3 separate regions of the Sus scrofa genome follow, and all the other regions are linked to region 3. Evidence: chromatin contacts called from public Hi-C and promoter capture Hi-C data. All regions are on one chromosome and are shown on one strand. Each heading gives the region's core, a stretch centred on a gene start, on an enhancer-like site or on the middle of the called end of the contact. The rest is flanking DNA. Distances are from core to core; before and after follow the strand shown. Region 1 overlaps ITSN1 (intersectin-1). Region 2 holds the start of TMEM50B (transmembrane protein 50B). Region 3 overlaps CRYZL1 (crystallin zeta like 1).

What was found. Promoter capture Hi-C pulls out the DNA fragments that hold promoters and counts their contacts. A called contact is a pair of places that touch in the nucleus more often than the background predicts.
Region 1: a Hi-C map of liver shows a contact between it and region 3, with 4 times the contacts expected there. The contact joins two enhancer-like sites. A contact is called at or near these places in 1 of 47 Hi-C or Micro-C datasets (liver) and 1 of 2 datasets of contacts at active chromatin or transcription factors (alveolar macrophages).
Region 2: a contact with region 3 is called in a promoter capture Hi-C map of liver, with 4 times the contacts expected there. The contact joins the promoter of TMEM50B here to the enhancer-like site in region 3. A contact is called at or near these places in 1 of 5 promoter capture datasets (liver), 11 of 47 Hi-C or Micro-C datasets (blood, fetal heart ventricle, liver and 4 more) and 2 of 2 datasets of contacts at active chromatin or transcription factors (alveolar macrophages and skeletal muscle).

What each region holds. Positions count from the first base shown.
Region 1 is chr13:197,377,849-197,381,397 of Sscrofa11.1, reverse strand. It overlaps ITSN1 (intersectin-1), which reads right to left. Exons shown (of 42, transcript XM_021070946.1): 15 at 185-272; 16 at 1-46. Among named protein-coding and RNA genes, the nearest start is that of ITSN1, 78 kb to the right of the region's middle. Within about 2 kb of position 1,692, at least 14 of the 83 cell types and tissues checked have an H3K27ac peak or open chromatin away from gene starts, as enhancers often do. A contact at or near this core is called in liver, where this site is marked.
Region 2 is chr13:197,091,165-197,094,948 of Sscrofa11.1, reverse strand. TMEM50B (transmembrane protein 50B) reads left to right here and starts at 1,641. Exons shown (of 7, transcript XM_021070935.1): 1 at 1,641-1,800.
Region 3 is chr13:197,227,540-197,230,902 of Sscrofa11.1, reverse strand. The region is part of intron 4 of CRYZL1 (crystallin zeta like 1); the gene reads left to right. Among named protein-coding and RNA genes, the nearest start is that of CRYZL1, 19 kb to the left of the region's middle. Within about 2 kb of position 1,727, at least 3 of the 83 cell types and tissues checked have an H3K27ac peak or open chromatin away from gene starts, as enhancers often do. A contact at or near this core is called in alveolar macrophages and liver, where this site is marked.

The DNA of each region.
Region 1 (3,549 bases), core at 443-2,942, 150 kb before region 3:
AGTTCTTTTGCTTCTAAAGCTCTTTTGAGGGTAAGAAGCGAATCTCCTGTTTGAGAAAAACATTGCAAGATGAGAAAAACAACCTGGCAGTTAGGAAAAATGGTTTGTCGTGTTGTCCTTTCAATTAAGGAAGTTCTTGCCAGTAAAAAAAGGAAAATGCCAACTTTAGAAATAAAACACCTACTGTGCAAACTGTTCTGCTGAACTTGTTTTAATTGGTCATTGAGTATCTGTTTTTCTGGAATAAGTCTCCCAAGCATTTGCTGAGACTCCTAGGAGAGAAAGAGAGGATAGCAATGAATGAGGGAGAAAATGACCTTATTTAGATCCAAAGTCCAGGCAGGCAGTTTTCTCATCCCTCAAAGACTCCTAATCAGAGGGTGTAGAGAAAAGGGAACCCTCTTCTTACACTGTTGGTGGGAATGTAAATTGGTACAACCACTATGGAGAACAGTATGGAGGTACCTTAGAAAACTAAATATACAACTACCATATGACCCAGCAATCCCACTCTTGGGCATATCTCCAGACAAACCTTTCCTTGAAAAAGACACATGCACCCGCATGTTCACCGCAGCATTATTCACAACAGCCAAGACATGGAAACAACCCAAACGTCCATCAACAGATGATTGGATTAGAAAGATGTGGTACACATAAACAATGGAATACTACTCAGCCATCAAAAAGAACAAAATAATGCCATTTGCAGCAACATGGATGGAACTAGAGACTCCCATACTAAGTGAAGTAAGTCAGAAAGAGAAAGACAAATACCGTATGATTTCACTTATATCTGGAATCTAATATACGGCACAAATAAATCTTTCCACAAAAAAGAAAATCATGGACTTGGAGAATAGACTTGTGGTTGCCAAGAGGGAGGGGGAGGGAGTGAGAGGGACTAGGAATTTGGGGTTAATAGATGCAGACTATTGCCTTTGGAATGGATAAGCAATGGGATCCTGCTGTATAGCACTGGGAACTATGTCCAGTCACTTGTGATGGAGCATGATAATGTGAGAAAAAAGAATATATACTTGTATGTGTGACTGGATCACCTTGCTGTGCAGTAGAAAATTGACAGAGGAGTTCCCGTCGTGGCTCAGTGGTTAATGAATCCGACTAGGAACCATGAGGTTGCGGGTTCTATCCCTGGCCTTGCTCAGTGGGTTAAGGATCCAGCGTTGCCGTGAGCTGTGGCGTAGGTTGCAGACGTGGCTCGGATCTGGTGTTGCTGTGGCTCTGGTGTAGGCCAGCAGCTACAGCTCCGATTCAACCCCTAGCCTGGGAATCTCCATATGCCGCGGGAGTGGCCCTAGAAATGGCAAAAAAGGCAAAAGAAAAAAAAAGAAAATTGACAGAACACTGTAGATCAGCTATAATGGAAAAAATAAAAACCATTATTAAAAACAAAAAAAGACTCCTAATCACATCCCAAATCCTCTATGGTGAAGCTGCATTTATTCACTGGTCAGGCAGGTTCTTGTTTTCCTGCCAAGGAATCAAATATTTGCCAAATGCTTTTCACTGAAATAAAGTTAAAACAGTTATAGCTCTCCTGATTTTTTTGTTGACTGACTGCCTATTTATAAGCTTTAAAAAATGTACCCAAAGTACAACTCAGCAGACAAGAGAATAATCTCCCAATTGCACTGGGATCAAATGCAAACGAGGTGACCTCAGTGTTTGTACAGTGACTCAGTAGTTTACACAGGAACTATTCTGTCCTGAACTTTGATCCTTAATGGGGTTGAACTGAGGATTAACATAAACCTGAAGCTGGAAACAGAAATCAAAAAAGAGATTTTTAATAATTAGGATCTCAGCTAGCTGTCTGGAGTTTTCATGGGTGACTTGACAAGCAACTGTATTTGCCTACATTCTGCTGAAATTATTCAATACAGTTTTTACACATTTTATGCAAAGGTCAGGTTTTCCAGCCTTTATTAGGGAACAGGTGACTTTTATTTTTACCTTAAGAAAAATATCTCTAAGCATTAACTTTTAGGTTGAAAAAATAGAAATGTCTTAATTAAAAACTTGGGGGGTTTCTGTTGTGGCTCAGCAGGTTAAGAACCTGACTGATGGGAGTTTCTGTCGTGGCTCAGCGGAAATGAATCCGATTAGTATCCATGAGGATGCAGGTTCGATCCCCAGCCTCACTCAGTGGGTGAAGGATCCAGAGTTACCAGGAACTGTGGTATAGGTTGCAGATACAGCTCAGATCTGGCGTTGCTGTGGCTGTGGTGCAGGCTGCCAGCTACAGCTCCAATTCAACGCCTAGCCTGGGAACTTCCACGTGCCTCAGGTGTGGCCCTAAAAAGACTAAAAAAAAGGAAACCAACTATTATCCATGAAGATACAGGTTTGATTGCTGGTCTTGCTCAGTGAGTTAAAGGATCTGGCATTGCTGAGAGCTGAGGTGTAAAGGTTACAGACCTGGCCTGGATCTAGCATTGCTGTGGGTGTGGGGTAGGCCAGCAGCTGAAGCTCCAATTCAACCCCTATCCTGGGAACTTTCATATGACACAGGTGCTTCTCCCCAAAGAAAACAAACAAACAAACAAATACCACCTTCCACGAGAGGCTAAGAACCAGTCCTCTCTGGAACCACCACCATGCGATACAGACTGGCTTGTGTGTAATAGATCTCTGCGTACTATATGGCTGAACAGCACAGAGACACAGCTCAGTGGGGAAGACGTGAAAGCATCTTCTCATATGAATAATCCACACAGACACATGTTAGCCCTTCCCATCCACCCAAATTTGGACAAAACAGAACATACAAATCAGATCATTTTCCCCAAAATGCATAACCAACTGAAATTCTCCTCTTATTCTATTTGCTGAATTAAGGCAAGATCCCTACCCAAACTTCAAAGTTTCTTTCCTAAACCAGGACAAACAATGAAGTATGCAGATGAAGCCTCAGGAGTTCCTGTCGTGACTCAGTGAAAACGAATCTGACTAGTATCCATGAGGATGCAGGTTCAATCCCTGGCCTTGCTCAGTGGGTTAAGGATCCAGCATTGCTGTAAGCTGTGGTACAGGCCACAGGTGTGGTTCAGACCTGGTGTGGCTGTGGCTGTGGTGTAGGCTGGTAGCTGTAGCTCTGATTAGACCCCTAGCCTGGGAACTTCCATATGCTGCAGGTGTGGCCCTTAAAAGCAAAAAAAAAAAAAAAAAAAAAGATGAAACCTGGCACAGATCACTGAGATTGTTTTATTTATATAAACATTACTTTTTTTTTTTTTTTAAATTTCTTGGGCCGCTCCTGCGGCATATGGGAGGTTCCCAGGCTAGGGGTCTAATTGGAACTGTAGCCGCCAGCCTACGCCAGAGCCACAGCAACGCGGGATCTGAGCCGAGTCTGTGACTTACACCACAGCTCACGGCAACGCCGGATCATTAACCCACTGAGCAAGGCCAGGGATCGAACCCTCAACCTCGTGGTTCCTAGTCAGATTCGTTAACCACTGCACCACAACGGGAACTCCCTATAAACATTACTTTTAAATGTACAACCTAAGTTTCTAAAATAGG
Region 2 (3,784 bases), core at 392-2,891, 140 kb after region 3:
TGTTTAAGCCACTGTTATTTTGTAGTTGTTTCCCCCTGCTTCTTGCAGCCAACCTCATTCTAATATAACACTCAAAAAAGAAGTAATATTTTATTTATTTATTTATATTTTTCTTTTTACAGTTGCACCTGCAGCATATGGAAGTTCCAGGGCTAGGGGTCAAATTGGAGCTGCAGCTGTGGCATGGCTGGATCCCTAACCCACCACGCGAGGCCAGGGATTGAACCCACATCCTCACAGACACTATGTTGGGTTCTTAACCTGCTGAGCCACAATGGGAACTGCCCCCAAAAAGTAAGATTTTAAAAAGTCAACTTTTATAGATCAGTAATCTAACTAGTTTTAAGGTTGCAAATGTTTCAAAAGTAATTTATTTAACAAATAATTACTGAGCATCTAGATCCTAGCATATGTGTCAGGATGATGGGTAATATAACTACAAATGTATTATTTGCCAAATGACAGAATATAAAAGATAGAAAAATAACATCCATGAAAATGAGAACTGAGAGATAGTGGAAAAATAAAAAGCAGAGGTTGTTTCTCTTACATGTATAAGATTTATAGGAGTAACAGGAATATAAGAGAGTGGCATTTTGTGACAACTTGGAACACAAAACCTTTTATTTCATTATATTTCAGGGGAAAACATTTTTAGAATCCCATTGAAAATACCTGGACTTTTACACAATGTCTTTTCCCCAAATAACTAATTACACTTTATATTCTGTAGGAAATTCAGACCAGGCTTTCAAAGGCTATTGAAGTTACACTGAAAATTCAAGATGTATCCTCTTTAAAGGAGACAGTAGGAAGATACTGGACCACGAGAAAGCAAAAATCTGGTAGATAGCCAGGAAAACATAAGAACAGAATTAAGACTAGTTAGTTGTAGGGAATTCCCCGTTGTGGCTCAGCGGGTTAAGAATCCAACTAGTGTCCATGAGGACGCGGGTTTGATCCGCTCAGCGTGTTAAGGATCTGGCTTGGCTGCAAGCTGTGGGTAGGTCACAGATGCAGCTCGGATCTCGTGTTGCTGTGGCTGGGGACCAGGAACATCCATAAGCCATGGGTGCGGCCCTAGTAAGAAAATAGAAAAACCAAAAAAAAAAAAAAAAAAAAAAAAAAAGCAAAAAATAAAAGGCGTAGTTGTACTGTACCGGTAACTTCGGGTTGCTGTACTAGTTGGTAGCCTTGGACCAGAAATCTCACCTTTCTAGGCCTCCATTTCTGAGCGTTAGGGATTGGAAAAGGTCACTTCTAGAGACCCCCCGTTTCTGAGAACCTCCTGGAGTACACGCCCTACCCTGGGCTGCTCTCGGTCAAAGCCGCTTAACCCAGGGGCAAAGACAACCTCCGCTCTCTAGGTCTTGGGCTCCTCCCACACGTGTGATTTCACCGATGCTGCACTTGAAGTCCTTGAGCGGAAACGCAGCACTGATGCCGCCCAGAAAACAACAGAGGGGTCAGGTCAGCGCTGCCGCGAATCACAAGGCGCAGAGTCCAGCCAGCAGCTCCCAGGGGGCCGCAGAACGACCGCCCTCACCCCGCCCCTTGGCTGCCTCGCCCCGCCCCTAGATCCTTGCCCCGCCTCCGGCCGGCCACTTGCTGCACGCCGATTGGTTGCTTCCCTGCGCACGGCGCCGCGCCCCGCCCCACCGGCGCCCTCGCCTCACGCCCGCCGCCCGCTCCCGGCTCCCGGGGGCTGAAGTGGAGCGGAGGACGCGGGCTAGACAGCTGCACGGCAGCTTCCTCCTCTGCGCGCGCGCCTCGCGTTGGCGTGGGCGTGGGGGAAGCCGGGTGAGTGCGGGCAGTCAGTTTCGGGGCGTGCTGGGGGCTAGCGCCCACCGCCTGCTCTTGGAGAGGCGTCCTCAGCCGGCCCGGCCTGCGAGGGACGACAGCGCCCGGCCTTTCCCGTGCGCGGTGCGCGGCGTCGCGGGGCGGAGCGGGTTCGCGGAGCATACGGGCGGCCTGCGGGGCGGGGGCCTCCGCCGCTCCCTGCTCACCAGCCCATGTCTTCTTGGGCGCCCGGGGAGCGCGTTCGGCCGGGGCAGGCAGCTACGCCGCGTTATCTCGCCGTCGACTTGCTTCCCTGGAGGATCTGCACAGGTTTCCATCCCGAACCTGTCAGCTTCACCGCGGTGCCCGGCGCAGGGGAGAGACGTGCGGCCCGCACTCGGCGTCTGGGGGCCTTTCGAGGACTTGCTCACCCCTCCCGTTTGGTCTCAGCCTCTGCTGGCGATGTTGTTAAGTGTTTGGTGGACTTTTCCGACTCGCTCCTTAGGAGAGTAGGGACAGAGGTGGAAAGAGGGAATAGAGGAGGGTCAACATTCTTTCCAGGATTAATCATAAAGTGTTGAGTGTCCTTTTAGATGAGGAGCGTAGCCCAGGTAGCAATGGTAGTTGTGCTGGGGAAGACGCTTGGTTTTTAACCAATAAATTGGCTTCCGAGTTCATCACTGGAAGGTGCTTAATCGGAAAGGTAAATATATAACCTTTTAAAGCCAAAGCAGTAATGAGATTGTCCTCGCTCGCTCCCTGCTGCTAGCGCTGTGCATGCGTGTGTGTGTGTGTGTGTGTGTGTGTGTGTGTGTTGGGGAGAGTCAAGCTCCGATTGGAGTGAATGTGTAACCAGCGTTATACCTCTCAAAGACATTAATTTCTCTTTTCGGAGTGTCCCACCTCTTCGCGCCAACTCTTCACCGACTTGCACTTTATATAAATCCCCTTTCTTAACATTTCCCAAGCCTCCTACTCCCAGGCTTGTCACGCTTCTTTTACATCATCTTCGGTCAGGGTCAGTTGTCTTCTCTTCTGTCATACTGTTCAGACGTAGAACAGACGTTAGGCATTTTTTACCGGTAATAGTGTGGCAGGCCTCCTCGTTCTTAAAATGAAAACAAGACGTTCTCTTGAATAATGATGCGGCAGGAAAAAGCTGGTGTAATGAGAGCCGGGGAAGGATGTCGTGTTTCTCTTCCGGAGACACGCCCTCCCCACCCCCCATCCTTCTCTGCCCGCTAGGATCACAGCAGCCTTAACTGGCTGATTATTTCCGAATTCATTTTCTGGAGTCTAAGGTAAAGAATTTATCTTATTATTTTATCCTTATCGGCTCCTTTTAAGTGATTACAATATATTCAGGTTGTAAACATTTTAAAAATATTACAGAGGAACATCAAGTAAAAAATTCAGAGTGCGCAGAAGAGTATCAAGAAAAAAGTTAGACTTCCTTGATTTTGGACGTTGCATACTTTACATCCTCAATTCCAGTCCCTAGGAGGGGATTGTGCCATAATACTGTTGGGCAACTACTTTAATATAAAGATACATTAGCTTAAAAAAAAATTAAAGATACATTAACTTAGTACATGCTGACCTATCTCATTTTTGGATGTACTGTTTGGATGTACTCTTTAATTTTTTTTTTTTTTTTGGCCATGCCTGCCGCAGGTGGAAGTTACCAGGCCAGGGTTGGAACCTGCACCACAGCTGTGATCTGAGCCACAGCAGTGACAGCCATGGATCCTTAACCTGCTGTGCCACCAGGGAACTCTGGAAATACTCAAATTTTCTCGATCCCTTAATGATGATCATTTTGGTTGTTTCTGGGTTTTCACCATTATGGATGAAAATCCTTTTGGCATTGTAGGATAAGTTTCAGGTAGGTGGTTTAAACAGATAATTGTATTTTAAAGTATAATTTTAGTGCTCTTTTCACTTCTTATAACTGATAGGATTTTATAATTTAATGCCTTATTATTTTGTTCCTTTTTGGCTGCAC
Region 3 (3,363 bases), core at 478-2,977:
CCATTGAATAGAATGACCAGTATTGTCCTTTTTATGATGTCTTTACAAACCAGCCTAAATTGCTTGTGTAAATTGGCTTTGGGCCAGAATTTATATAACAGTTAAGAATGACATTCACATTAAATTTTTAAAGTGTGCCTAAAGTTGAGTATTTAAAAAGTATGAGTTCTGTTGTGGCTCAGTGGGTTAGGGATCCAGCATTGTCACTGTAGGGGCTCAGGTCGCTGCTGTGGTTCAGGTTTAGTCCCTGGCCCAGGAACTCCCACATGCCTCATGTGCAACCCGCCCCCCAGAGGTAAACAGTTTACTCATCTGAAAATGGGTACTGGGGAGAAATAACCAGTAAGATTTTATAATTTCCTTAAAGAAAAAGGTTAGTAAATAGTGGTCTTAATATGCGGGACAGTGAGCCTAAGGTACTTGAAATAATTTGTTTCTGAATAAACGTTCTGTTCTTATTTGCTGCTAGTAGTGATCAGTTTATGGTCGCTCTTTCTGCATATGTGAGTGGATAAATGAGCATTATCATGTAGGTTAGACATTTGCATTTCACCAGTAATTTTAATCTGTAATATATTTGATTCTCAAAAAAAAAATTTAATTAAAAAAAAAAATGGAGTTCCCATCGTGGTTCACTGGTTAGAAAACCTGACTGGCATCCATGAGGACGAGGGTTCCATCCCTGGCCTTGCTCAGTGGGTTAAGGATCCGACATTGCCGTGAGCTGTGGTGTAGGTCACAGACCTGGCTTGGATCCCACGTTGCTGTGACTCTGGCATAGGCTGGCACCTACAGCTCCAATTATACCCCTAGTCTGGGAACCTCTGTATGGCGCGGGTGCAGCCTAGAAAAGACAAAAAAAAAAAAAAAAAGACAAAAGATAAAAATAAAAATATATTTGATTCTCTTTCTCAGTATAGTCTTCTAACATAGCTAAGTCATAATTTCATTCCCTCTCCTTTCTTCTGCTTAGATTGTAAAAAAAATAAAAGTAAGAAGTAAAACAGCCAGAAGATAACCAATCAATCAATCATTCACTTATTCCTCATTTAATGAAGACTTGCTAAGTGCTTAGGATGTGAAGATAAATAAGACAAAGTCCCTGCCCTGCAAGAGTTCACAATCTGGGGTAGAGACAGAGATATACAGGCATGAGCAGATTATTCTGAAAGCTCCAAGGAGAGGTGCCCACCCAGCCAGAAGGTTGGGAAAGGTTCTCGGAGGAAGTCACCCAGACTGAAAGGGGCCTCAGGAGGAAAATCACACTCAGCAGAGAAGATCTCTTGAGCAAAGACACAAAAGCAAGTAATAATGTGATATATATAAGAATTACAGAGTTTGGTGTTGCTGGAACAAAATTAAGTTCTAGGCAGGAGTCATAGGCAAGGTACTTGGCAGCAGAAAAACATTTTGTCAAGAAAATTCTCCCTCAAAATTCTACTCAGAGTCATTAGAGAAGATACTGAACAAAGTATTTTAACGATATGAATGCTGATTCCTTCCCTGCCCCAAAATTAGGCAAGAGGGTAGGCGAGGGCCAGATCCATGCTGAGCTCATATCTCAGATTTGGTTGTAGAGAGAGTATTAGAGTGGCCATTGAAAGGGCAGCTTCAAAAGGGAGGCAAAGCAGGCTGTAGGCAAGAGGACTGTTTGGGTTGTAGACCAATAGGCGCAAAATGGCAAAGCCCAGAACTTAGTGGAGACAGTGGTGGCAGAGGTGGCGAATGGATCCAAGACACACTGACAGTGCAGTATCAGCAGAACTTAATAATTGACTGGACCAGGTTAATCTAAAACAGGTCAAAGCCAGGAATGGTTTACAAGATTCTGGTTAAGCTATGAATTGCTGCCACATGGATAAGGGAAGGGGATCTGATTTGGAGAAAGACCCTGAGTTTAGGATTTATACTTGCATTCAGAGTGGCTAAGTGGTATCCCCCTGGAAATATCTAGTAACTTTCAGCTCAGAGGTGAGTGATCTAGGCTGGAAATACATCGATTTGAAAGTTGTCAGTTTACAGGTTGTATTTAAAATAATAGAAAGTTGGATTGGTGCAGTGGAAACAAATCTGACTAGGAACCAGGAGGTTGCGGGTTCGATCCCTGGCCTTGCTCAGTGGGTTAAGGATCTGGTGTTGCCGTGAGCTTGGTGTAGGTCACAGACATGGCTCGGATCTGGCATTGCTGTGGCTGTGGCGTAAGCTGGCAGCTGTAGCTCCAAATGGACCCTTAGCCTGGAAAGCTCCATATGCCACGGGTATGGCCCTAGGAAGACAAAAGACAAAAATAAATAAATAAATTAAATAAAATAATAGCAAGTTGATGAGCTCATTCAGGGAGAGAGAAGTGAAAGAGCTGTACAGACAGCATAGAACCTTTGTCAGTGCCACTGTTTGAAGGACAATTAAAAATGAAGCAAGCCAAAAAGAAAGGATCAGAGTGATTTCAGGAAGACAGGAATCCTCAGCAGAAGGGAAAGAGTAAAGTACCGAAGCAAAAAGTATTGGGGATGATGGCACAGGAGGAATGCAAAGCAGCAGCAAACTGGGGCCTTTTGGTTGCCAGGGCCAGAGAGGCCACTTTTATGCAGCAGGCTTCTCGCTCACTTCCCTGCTCCACCTCAGCTTCCTCATCCGTTAAACAAGAACAGTAATGTCTGGGCGTTCCCGTCATGACACAGCGGAAGTGAGTCCAACTATGAACCATGAGGTTGAAGGTTCGATCCCTGGTCTCGTTCAGTGAGTTGAGGATCTGACATTGCTGTGGCATAGGCCGGGCAGCTGTAGCTCCTGGTTTCCTAGCTCTAGGTTTCCTATCCTGGGAACCTCCATATGCCACAGGTGTGACCCTAAAAAAAAAAAAAAAAAAAAAAAAAAAAAAAAAAAAAAAAAAAAAAAGAATAGTAATATCTGCTCAATAAGTATGCTTTGAAGATTAAATGTGATCATGTGCTAAAATTCTGGCACAAGTAGGCATTCAAGGAGGTTTGGTTTTTTTACTCCTATTTCCGACTGTAACTATCAGAACAGAAATATTCTAAAGAACTGACTGATGATGGAGACCTTTTCTCGTAACTATCCCTTCTGTATAGTGCCCCAGATTTCTTGGCACAATTCTGAATTTATTTTTGTAATCCCAAATTGAAGTAATTTTGTATGGATCTCTAACCAGAATTCCCCATTGTGCATCTGAAATTCTGCCACTAAAATAATGATGGGCTAGAGTAGCCACAGGAGGTGGGGAACCCTAGGTATCCAGTGTAATTATCGTAAGAGCTATGGACTGGGTTATTTTCCTTTTTTCCTTCATCCTTAGCTAAACAGAGAGACATCCTTCTCCAAGATATCCACAACCACATGACC